2 separate regions of the Mus musculus genome follow, and region 1 is linked to region 2. The links are chromatin contacts, called in public HiChIP or PLAC-seq maps. All regions are on one chromosome and are shown on one strand. Each heading gives the region's core, a stretch centred on a gene start, on an enhancer-like site or on the middle of the called end of the contact. The rest is flanking DNA. Distances are from core to core; before and after follow the strand shown.

Region 1 (4,875 bases), core at 2,129-4,628, 340 kb before region 2:
ACCTTTTGTGTGAGAAGGTTTCTCACCATCCTGGAGTTTTGCAGCTTAGGCCAGTGTGGCTGAGTCTAGAGAATGAGCGACCCTCTTAAGTCTCCGCTTCCCACCTTAAAGCACTAGAATTAATTATAGTCGGGTGGCACCATGCCTTGTTCTTTACTTGGGATCCGAAGATGCTGAACTCAGGCCCTCATGCTTGCAGCACTGAGCTATTGGCAGCCCTAATGTGTTCTCTCTCTCTCCCTCTCTCTCTCCCTCCCTCTCTCCCTCCCTCTCTTCCTCCCTCCCTCCCTCTCTTCTCTCTCTCTCTCTCTCTCTCTCTCTCTCTCTCTCTCTCTCTCCCTCCCTCCCTCCCTCCCTCCCTCCCCTGGCAGTCCTGAAACTCACAGAGAACTGCTTGCCTCTGCCTCCCACATGCTGGGATCAAAGGCATGCGCCAATAACATACCCCAACTTAGATGTCTACTTTCTAAGTCACTGGTGGCTTCTAGGATTTGAGCCTTCAGTTTCTTCCTCTTACAAACCCCTTGGGCATGTTCAGTTTGGACAAAGGCTGGAATGAAGGGCTGGCACAGTTTGGGGGAAGATATAAAAGAGCAACCCTATCCCCTGCACCCTTCAGAAAATGACAGGATACTGTCGGGAAAATTCCAGAGCAAGTACTTCCTTAGACAGCTGCTTAAATAACACAGGAACCCCAGGGCATTTAGGAAGAGCCGACCTGTGCTACACTCTCCAAATCCACTCTCTGTCCTAAAAATTACTACTGTGAGGAGCTCTCAGTGTCCTGCTACCCCACAGGGTACTGAGGTCCTTGTCAGCATCACTTCATGGAAATTAATTACACCTCTGTGAGCATTTCAACAATTCTCTCAGCCAGTCTGTTCTCAGCTTAAATTACTTAAAGCTGTACAGAGCCTCCTACTTGGTGATGACAGCCCAGCACAGGTGTAGACAGGCTGGGACGAACAGTGTGCTGGGACATCATCCCTGAGCCTGTCTTACTCATCAGGCCATGCAAAGGCTCACATCCAGCTGCCTCAGCATGTGCTGATTGCCCTCTGTTTAGACTCTGAGGCTACTGTATCACAGCAGGAAGATGTACCCTGGATGGAGCCCCAGGGCAGAGTGAAAACTGAGGTCCCTGAACACCACCTCCCATGGGGTGAGAGAGAGTCAAGATCCTATCAAAATGTGAGATTTTTGAAGTGGTTTTAAAAGAGGAAGAAACGACTGGGTGGGGAGTGGTGAGGGGGGTGGGGGGTGTCAATGGATTCCTGATGGAAGGTGGGAGACTGGGGGTGGAGGTCATGCAGAGAAGTTGCTTAGAATGTGCAAGTCCTTAAGTTTGATCTTCACAAGAAGAAGGAGGAGGGGGGAGAAGGGGAGAAGGAGGAGGAGGGGGAGGAGAAAGAAGGACAATGAAGGAAGAGGAGGGGAAAGAGGAGGAGGAGGAAGAGAAAGAGGAGGAGGAAGAGGAAGAGGAGGAGGAAGAGGAAGAGGAGGAGGGAGAGGAGAAGGAGGAAGAGGAAGAGGAGGAGGAGGGAGAGGAGAAGGAGGAGGAGGAAGAAGAGGAGGAGGAAGCAGTAGCAGCAGCTAGTAGAAGCATTAGCAGCAGCAGCAGGAGCAATGTGCTTCTAACACTCCAGGACCAGCCACAGCAGAAAGCCTTTGGCTGCTAAACCTGTAAAGTAGTTGAGAATGCAGGCAATATGAATGAGGACGCTTGCACTAGGGATGCTCAAAAAACATCTCCGAAGAAGTGATTTTGGAGCTAAGATGTGCCAAGTCCTGGGGGTAGAAGAGAACGATGGTACAGACTCTGAGCTTGGAAAGAATTTGAGGTGTTTGGAGAACAGGGAAAGCGTGTGTGGTAGAGGAGAGGCAGAGGGAGCACCGAAGGGGGTTGATGCTGGAGAGGCAAGGAAACACATCTTTGTTGTGGTTAGGAGAGGGTTTTAGTTTCCTATGTATTTATTTTTGTCTACAGTATTCAAGATAAAAGCTCCGCCACGTGCACACCAGGCAAGCATCTACCAGTGAGCTCTGCCCTCCACAGTCATTTTTCTCCTGTATTGGCAGCAGCCACTACTCTGACCACTCTGTCATTCCATCCTAAAAGCTTGCTCCTTCTCAGTGACAGCAGCGCCCTGGCTTCCCTGTCGAGGGTGTTCCTTCCACCCTTAGCACATGGGCATGGAGGGAGTATGTGCCTTCAGCTCTCTTCTTTGGACCTCGGTTGTCCTTAAGGACTGTAGTTTTGCCACCACAGCTCACACATTCCAACATGGTGACTTTGGTCCCTCTGGAGTGCCCTTCTCTCCCCTCTACGATTTCCTCCTTCCCCGATACTACACATCCTGGACCAACTTCTTTTTTTAAAATATCTTTGTTTTACGTGTGCCTGTATGTATGTATGCATGTATGTATGTTACATCGTATGCATGCAGTACTTAAGGAGGCCAGAAGAGGGTGGCAGATCTCCTTGAACTGGAGTTACAGATGGTTTTGAGCTTCCATGTGAGTGCTAGTAATTCAACTCCGGATTTTCTGGAAGAACAGTTCAGGTCTCTGATCTACTGAACTCTCTCTCCATCCCCTGGTCCAACTCCTTGAAATGTTACAGGGAATCTGTATTCATTCCTCAGCTGTGTATGTAAAGTTTCTGGTTAACTTATGCTTAATGCAATAGTTTACATGGATGTTCTGCTTGTCGTCCACACTAAGTGTTGTAATCAATTTGCATGACGACACTCTCTCTGTGCACCCTTCCTCCTTGCTGATGGCTCTGTGAGACGATCTGAGGAGTGCTGAATAAACCGTTCAAGGATGTGGCAAAACAGTGTTTAAAACCACGTCCGTATTCTAAGTCCTAGACCACCACTGTATAATCTCATCTGCAGGTAGCTACCGAAGTTCAAGGTCCCTCTCACTGTACACAAACAGTCAGCATCCCCCAGTCCTTGCTCCCCACCAGTCGAGTCTTTCATCCTCCTCGTTCCAGACCCCCAGGTTCCCAGTGTCACAGGGATCACCACTGCTAATCACCCTCAGCCTTCTGAGGACAGTTGGAAGTTCCAGTCCTAGCAATAGGAACACTAGAAGCCCTCTGGCTGGGAAACCCCTGCCTCACTTTCAGAGTGTTAATCTGTCAAGGTCAAGAGCAAGAAGAAAGGAGAGAAATCGGAGGAATTAGCAAATTGACGTCTCAGATCCAACTGGAGGTGAGCCACGGCTCACGAGTTAACCGAGTTGACATCATTTAGATCGCTTTACTACAGGCAGGCAGCTTGGAATTAGCAATTGTCAGTGTTTATTTGCACAGATGCTGCAGAGAAAAACACTTTTCCTTGGGGTCATTCTAGCGCGGCTGATGGACTGATAATGGATGCTACACCATCTGCCAACAGGCAAGCCCCTGAGTACTTCAGGGATCATCGTTTAACCACAGGGGTGATACTGAGACAGGAAGTGTATGGTTTTAGTCTCTCCTGTCCAAGTGCTGTATTTATATTTTAAAGCAAACACAGGCCCTCTCTTTCTGGCCTGGACCCTTCCTGGTGTTCTTGTACCCTCCAGTCTTTATTTACTTCCCAGAACACTTGCTGATTAGAGTTGTTTATATCTCTGGAGACCCTGAGCTTGCATCATGGTTCACACAATCCCATCTGATGAAGCAGGCTCACGAGCTCCCCCCACCCCCTCCCACTTTGCAGTGGAGCACAGAGAAAGTATTAGCAAACCTGTGGCAGAGATGCTGAGAACCCGTGAGCCCCGGTGTGAATTTCATTGGAAATACATGTCAGACCCACGTCTCATTCCACATTTTTGAGAGATGGGGCAGGGGAGCGGCCCAATCTCCCATGCGCTTGTGTGTCAGTGTCTGTGAGGAGATGACCAGGTCCTGGGTAATAGTGTGGGATAGTTGCCTCTGATCTGACAAAGAGGGTTCACATTCTTTCCTCCTGGAACTGGATCATCAGCCTGTTATCTCTTTATAATGAAAAAGAGAATACTTCCTTGAGAAGTATATTCTAACTACCACTAACCACTAACGCGCCAGGTGCTGACTCTCTCCTGTGCCTGGACATACAAAGATGTGCTCTACCTATTGGAGGGATGTACTGCCAGTAGAAAGTACCAGAAACTTACCAGCCAATGGATAGACCACGATAGAAAACATTTTTTTTAACATATACTTTTAAAAGTATATGTTGAACGGGAGAGGAGAGGGAGGCAACCTGTAAGTCTGTGATGAAAAAAGACATCAAGCAGTAAAACTGGAAATTACTGATTAAGAAAGTGCTATGTAAAAATGGATCATACCTAGGTCTGGGGCGGTAGTATAGTTGGTAAAATGCTTGCCATGCAAGTGTGGGGATCTGTGTTCATTTTCTAGTGCACACACACACACACACACACATCAAACACTGGAAAGGTAGTATACTCTTGTCATCCCAGGGTTGAGCAAGCAGAGATGGGTGGATCCCCGAGGCTCATTGTTTAGCCAGTCTGACCTAATTGGCAAGTTCCAGGTCTCAGTGACAGCGTGTCTCACAAAAGTGAAGTGGGCAGGGCCTAAGGAAGTGCCACCCAAGGTTTCGAACTCAGGTCTCTTTCTGCTGTGTTGCAAGTACTCTCACCCATAGAGCTATCCCCTACCAGCCCCAACCTCTGTTTTCTACACGATTATTGCTCCGGTATTCAGCAAAGCACCTGAAAATCAGTATGCGTTCTGGAAACAACCGCAAGCTGATTAATGAGGGGCAGGATGATTGATAGGGAGATGAAGCTACGGAGGGAGTTACTGGCTTGGGCTCCAGTCAAGGCTTGAAGCAAAGCGCTATTGCCACACCACCTTTAGCCAACTTCCAGCTC
Region 2 (4,664 bases), core at 1,859-4,358:
GACCGCCAACAGCCAGCACTGACAAGGCCAGGCCTGGGGCTGTACAGCGCCGCAGTAGTGTGCCCAGGGCATCCCGCAGTGGACGGGCCAGAGGCACACAGCGCACAGCGCCCAGGAGCAGGGCGCCCGGGTCTTGCTCCACACTGTCCAAGAGCCGGTCCAGTGTGCGCTCTGAGCCGGCCAACAGGCGACGGAGGTCATAGTTCTGCTTATGTGCGAAGATGCGGGCCACGCTTGCACGCGTTAGTGTGCTCACAATTTGGGCGTGTACAGCAAGCAGTTCACCTCGTAGCTGTGCTGCAGACTGTGGAGTCCGGGACACAGCCACGAGCAGGAGTGGACCCTGCTGCAGGAACACCAGCTTGTGATCCTCTGGGGGAAGGAAGAGTGGAGAGGGTGGACACAGACCAGGAATGAGCCAAGGGGTCAGAAAGGACGCCTTTCCCAAACCCTCTCCAACACATACAGCGCCTGGCCTGACCGAGCCTGCGCTCTTACTCTGCCAGCACCTAAATTAGGGCGAGGACAAGCTGGGGTTATTGGGACACTTGTGGGGATATGTTGGCTGTGGAGGTATCTGGTAACTTAGACACAGCACGGGGTCGGGTGCTGGGATGGTGAGACAAACATGGATTCAGACATAGCCAGGTCATCCAGTCCACCTCCTCACTCCCAGACAATGTGAAGGACCTCCAGACAGTTACCCTGACCCACTGACTCACTTCTGGTGGGTGGGTAGGTGTACCCATGGCTCTAACCCCCAGCCATCCATATTCCCGGCCACCAGCCCACCACTCTTGAGCCCTTTCCTCGTCACTCACCAGCATAGATGGCACGGATGGCGTCTCCTGCACTCTGCACAAAGGACACCAGGGCTGTCATCACCCCCATGGTGGCCGACAGTGCCTCCACGCTACCGTACCGTGAGTAGATGGGCTTGCCTGCCTCACTCAGCACGAACACGTGCTTCCGCTGGCTGCGCCAGTCCTCGTCACTGGGGTCCCCCCCATCGTCGGGGTCTTCTCCCTGACCCTCAGAGTTACTCTCAGGTTCTCCGGGGGGGCTGCTGTCTGAGGCTGCTGCAGTTTCCCAGTGCTCACAGGTGCTTGATGCAGCCTCAGTCTGAGGCAGAGGTGATAGGAGGCTGGATGGCTGGTCCTTGGATCCTGAAAGGGAGCCTTGAGTGGCTCATCTCCCACTAACCTTACATTCTCCACAATCTACCAAATCCTTACCAGCCCACTCACCCCCACCCCCAGTGACCCCCCCTACACACACACACACACACACTGACACACACATCTTCCTAGCTGTTCAGTGAACATGGCTGACAATGTCCACCAACACTAAGGTGCCAATGAGCCTCACCCTAAAACACAACCCAACATGTCCTCACTGTCCTTCATTGGCCCCTCCATTATTCCCTTCAGACACTGCCTTCCCAGGCCTTCAAGGCACCCGCCTGCTCTCTGCATGACTACTGGCCTCCTTATTTACAGAGGCTCTTCCTTAACTCCTCTGACGCCTTCTTTATCCCTCTCACGTGTACTTACCCCCCGGTGACCACCATTAAAGTGCCCCCACTGACTCCCCTAACCCTTTTCTACCCGCACCCACATCCACTGATGCCTGCTGATGCCCGGTGACTCTCCAGGCTAACCAGACTCCCAGTGGTGGTCCTTATTTTTCCCATGACAGCCGCCACTGACACCCAGATCGACAGGACTCCTAGCCTTCAGCCACCCCCCCCCCCCAATTCCCTCTGCTGCTACATTAACACCCAAGCAAACACATAAGAGCATCCATGAGCATCCCAGACACCTTAGTCTTCAATAACCTTTACATGACAGTTCTTATTTTCCTCCAGGTCTGGGCCCCCACTCCACCAATGGCCACCATTAACAATCACTAACCCACAAGGTTTTCACGGTTCCCACAGTTTTCCGCCCAGAGTTATCACTTTAAATCCCATAATGAAGCCCCTTGCTTTCTTCCCACCGCCTCTGATGTCTACTGACTCACCCAAGGACAATCATCCATTTGCAACCCCATCTGATTTTTTCACCCTCAAGTGTTTTCCTATGTTCTTAATTGCGTACCGATATTCCCATGTTCCCAAATACCCAAGCAACACGTCTCAATTCCCATCAAGGAACTCCCATCAAGACAACCCTTTTGGGACCCAACTATGCCCCCTTTGTTTCTTTAAGGTGGTACACTCAGGTCAAGTACATTCTAATTTCCTTGCAACAGAAGGGTGTCCCAGGATGTGAGAACACCATTGTTAAAATGGGACTGTTCCGGGCAAACCAGCACAGTCCATCTTCCTAGCCTTGACACTATCACCACCACCACCACCACCACCACCACCACCACCCACCATAGAATACATTTGTAGAGGCACAATGCTGCCCCTTCCGGACAACAGCTGACACCCATTGGCTTCTATGTCATTTCTCAACGATTTCAATTAAGTCAGCAAGTCTGTGTCCAACGACTGACTGAGAGCTATGCCTCAAGCTACTTTCTTGGGTTCCCAAAGACTGCCCACTGGTCTCCCACTGATCTCTTCCCGCTCAGCTAGCAATGACAAGCCCTGGGGGTTTGCTTCCAAGGCTTTATTGAGGGAAGCTATACCTGTGTCCTCCGGGTCCCCATCTCCGGGATCCAGCGTGCTTGCGTGAACCCTTTCACTGTCTCCAGCCTCCTCTCTGGGGAACTGCGTGTCCACCAAGTCCTCCACGCCCCCGGGGGCTGGGACAGCATTATCTCCTCCGGCCTCCATCTGCACATCCCTGGAGAGAAGGGGAATCGAGGGTGATGGGCAGCAACAGAAAACTTCTTACAAGCCTTCAGGGAGCCAGACCCCCCGGATACATTCCTAGTGCGGTTTCCCCTACGGTTTTCGACAGGACGCGACATTCAAAACCATGACCAAATACTTGCACCCTCCGGCACTTTCGGATGGGTGACGCTCCGCTGGGCTTCTGCCAACACGGTACATCAACACCTGTTTCAACCTCTTATCTCAACTGGGTGGACAGCAACACTTTGAGGAGCCGCTGCCGCACCACACTTCCTGGTGTGGTGGGGACTTGCCACACTTCCGGAAGCGACGCCTCCCCGGGACACTTCCGGTTTCACGGCCGTATTGACTCCCCGGAGTGCCAATGGCAGCCACACGCTGCGTTCCCTCACCGTAAGGATAGCGCGGGACTCTCCCGGAACTCTGTGGAATCTGCGCGTCCTTCCACCGGACGCAGCCAGGATCGGCTGTGAAGTGGGGCCAGACCGGCCCACTTCGCGTACCAAGGGCTACCGGCTGAAGGGGGCGCGGCCTGGAAATCTACTAGGTCGAGGGGGCGGGACCTAGTCCCTCTCACCCAATCAAGAGTAGGCTCTCCCTTATGTCCCGCCCCATTCTGGTGGAGCCTCCGCAGATAGTGTGCGCTAATTGGCGAAAGCCACTGCTCATCCCTTGACTGACATCTCCCTGTTTCTAACCGAAACCTCACTCCTGTTCCGGTCTTTGCTGGAATGAGAGAATGCCGAACCAATGAACTCGCGTCCCCAGTATTGAGACAACTTCACGCTCTTTTATTCAATTATAGGGGCAGGGCGGAGCGTATGCTTGACGGACAGCTCTCTTTCCAATCGGAACGTCGCCCGCAGCCCAGTCAGCCTATGGGACTCGGATGCTGAAGCAAGAGGCGGGCTCTGCTGGTGGGACTGACTCTTGGGATTCTGGACTCCGCCAGCCTGCGAGGGGAGCTTACGGAAACAAAAGCAAGCTGCTTAGGGCTAGTGTGTGCGGGCAACACGAGCGCACCCCACTAGCAAGGAGAGGTTCTGTGGGCCGAGCCAACCAGATCGGCAGCCTAATCCAATAGCGGAGTGGGGGGTGTGGTTGTCAGGGACCGCTGCGTTCTGGTTGGCTGAGAATTCTGCCGCACCTACCTCCGGGTATCACCATTGGCTACTATGTATGATGGGCCAGGGGCAGCAACAGCAGTGAGGAATCTTGTGAACAGAAGCACCTAGATGCTCTCTTCCTTAAGGCTGTGGAGCGGGGATAGGTGTATCTAGGCGGCCAGAAGTCGCTCCAAACTAAGTGTTGTTCATTTTGGTTTTGAGTCACAGGCTCCTAATAACCCAGGCTGGCCTTAAACTCGCGATCCTCCTCCCTCACCCTCTATCTGGCCCTAAACCCAAGTCAGAGTAGATTACAGTGCTGCTCCAGCACCTGCCATTGCCTTTAGGTTTAGAATGAGGGTGTGAATATCCCTGTTCTGGACGTCCAGGTCCGTTTTTTAGGTCTTTCTGTACATTGGTCTTTGAGACTGCTTGAAGCCTCGCAGTTTGTGTCTCTGAGTGTTACTATATTATTATCAGAGAAAATAGAGTTAAAATAACAACAACGACGACGACGACATAATGACATAAAGGTCGAGGATTTCTGTTTTGGATACAGGGTTTCGGGTACCCCGGGCTGGCTTCTCACTCACCAAGTGGCAAGGATTACTCTGCTTCCCGCCTCTGTTTCCCCAGTACTTGAAATAACTGATGTGCCCTTAACACCAGGTTTGTGTCATGCTGTGGTGCGAACCCAAGGCTTCATGTATTCTGGGCAAGCATTCTACCTCGTGAGACCCATCCCTCCGGGC

What was found. HiChIP or PLAC-seq counts read pairs in DNA pulled down with a chosen protein or histone mark.
Region 1: a contact with region 2 is called in an H3K4me3 HiChIP or PLAC-seq map of embryonic forebrain, with 5 times the contacts expected there. The contact joins the enhancer-like site here to the promoter of Mon1b in region 2. A contact is called at or near these places in 11 of 39 promoter capture datasets (the 3T3-L1 cell line, cranial neural crest, embryonic stem cells and 6 more), 1 of 15 datasets of contacts at CTCF or cohesin (large pre-B cells), 2 of 484 Hi-C or Micro-C datasets (embryonic stem cells and nephron progenitors), 15 of 115 datasets of contacts at active chromatin or transcription factors (acute myeloid leukemia, bone marrow-derived macrophages, cardiomyocytes and 10 more) and 4 of 9 other capture datasets (adipose tissue, embryonic stem cells, liver and 1 more).

The regions. Positions count from the first base shown.
Region 1 is chr8:113,977,629-113,982,503 of GRCm38.p6, reverse strand. No RefSeq gene overlaps it. Among named protein-coding and RNA genes, the nearest start is that of Gm30107, 100 kb to the left of the region's middle. Within about 2 kb of position 3,378, at least 11 of the 459 cell types and tissues checked have an H3K27ac peak or open chromatin away from gene starts, as enhancers often do. A contact at or near this core is called in embryonic forebrain, where this site is marked.
Region 2 is chr8:113,634,243-113,638,906 of GRCm38.p6, reverse strand. Mon1b (MON1 homolog B, secretory traffciking associated) reads right to left here and starts at 3,108. Exons shown (of 5, transcript NM_173015.3): 1 at 2,638-3,108; 2 at 822-1,166; 3 at 1-372. The coding sequence starts at 2,785.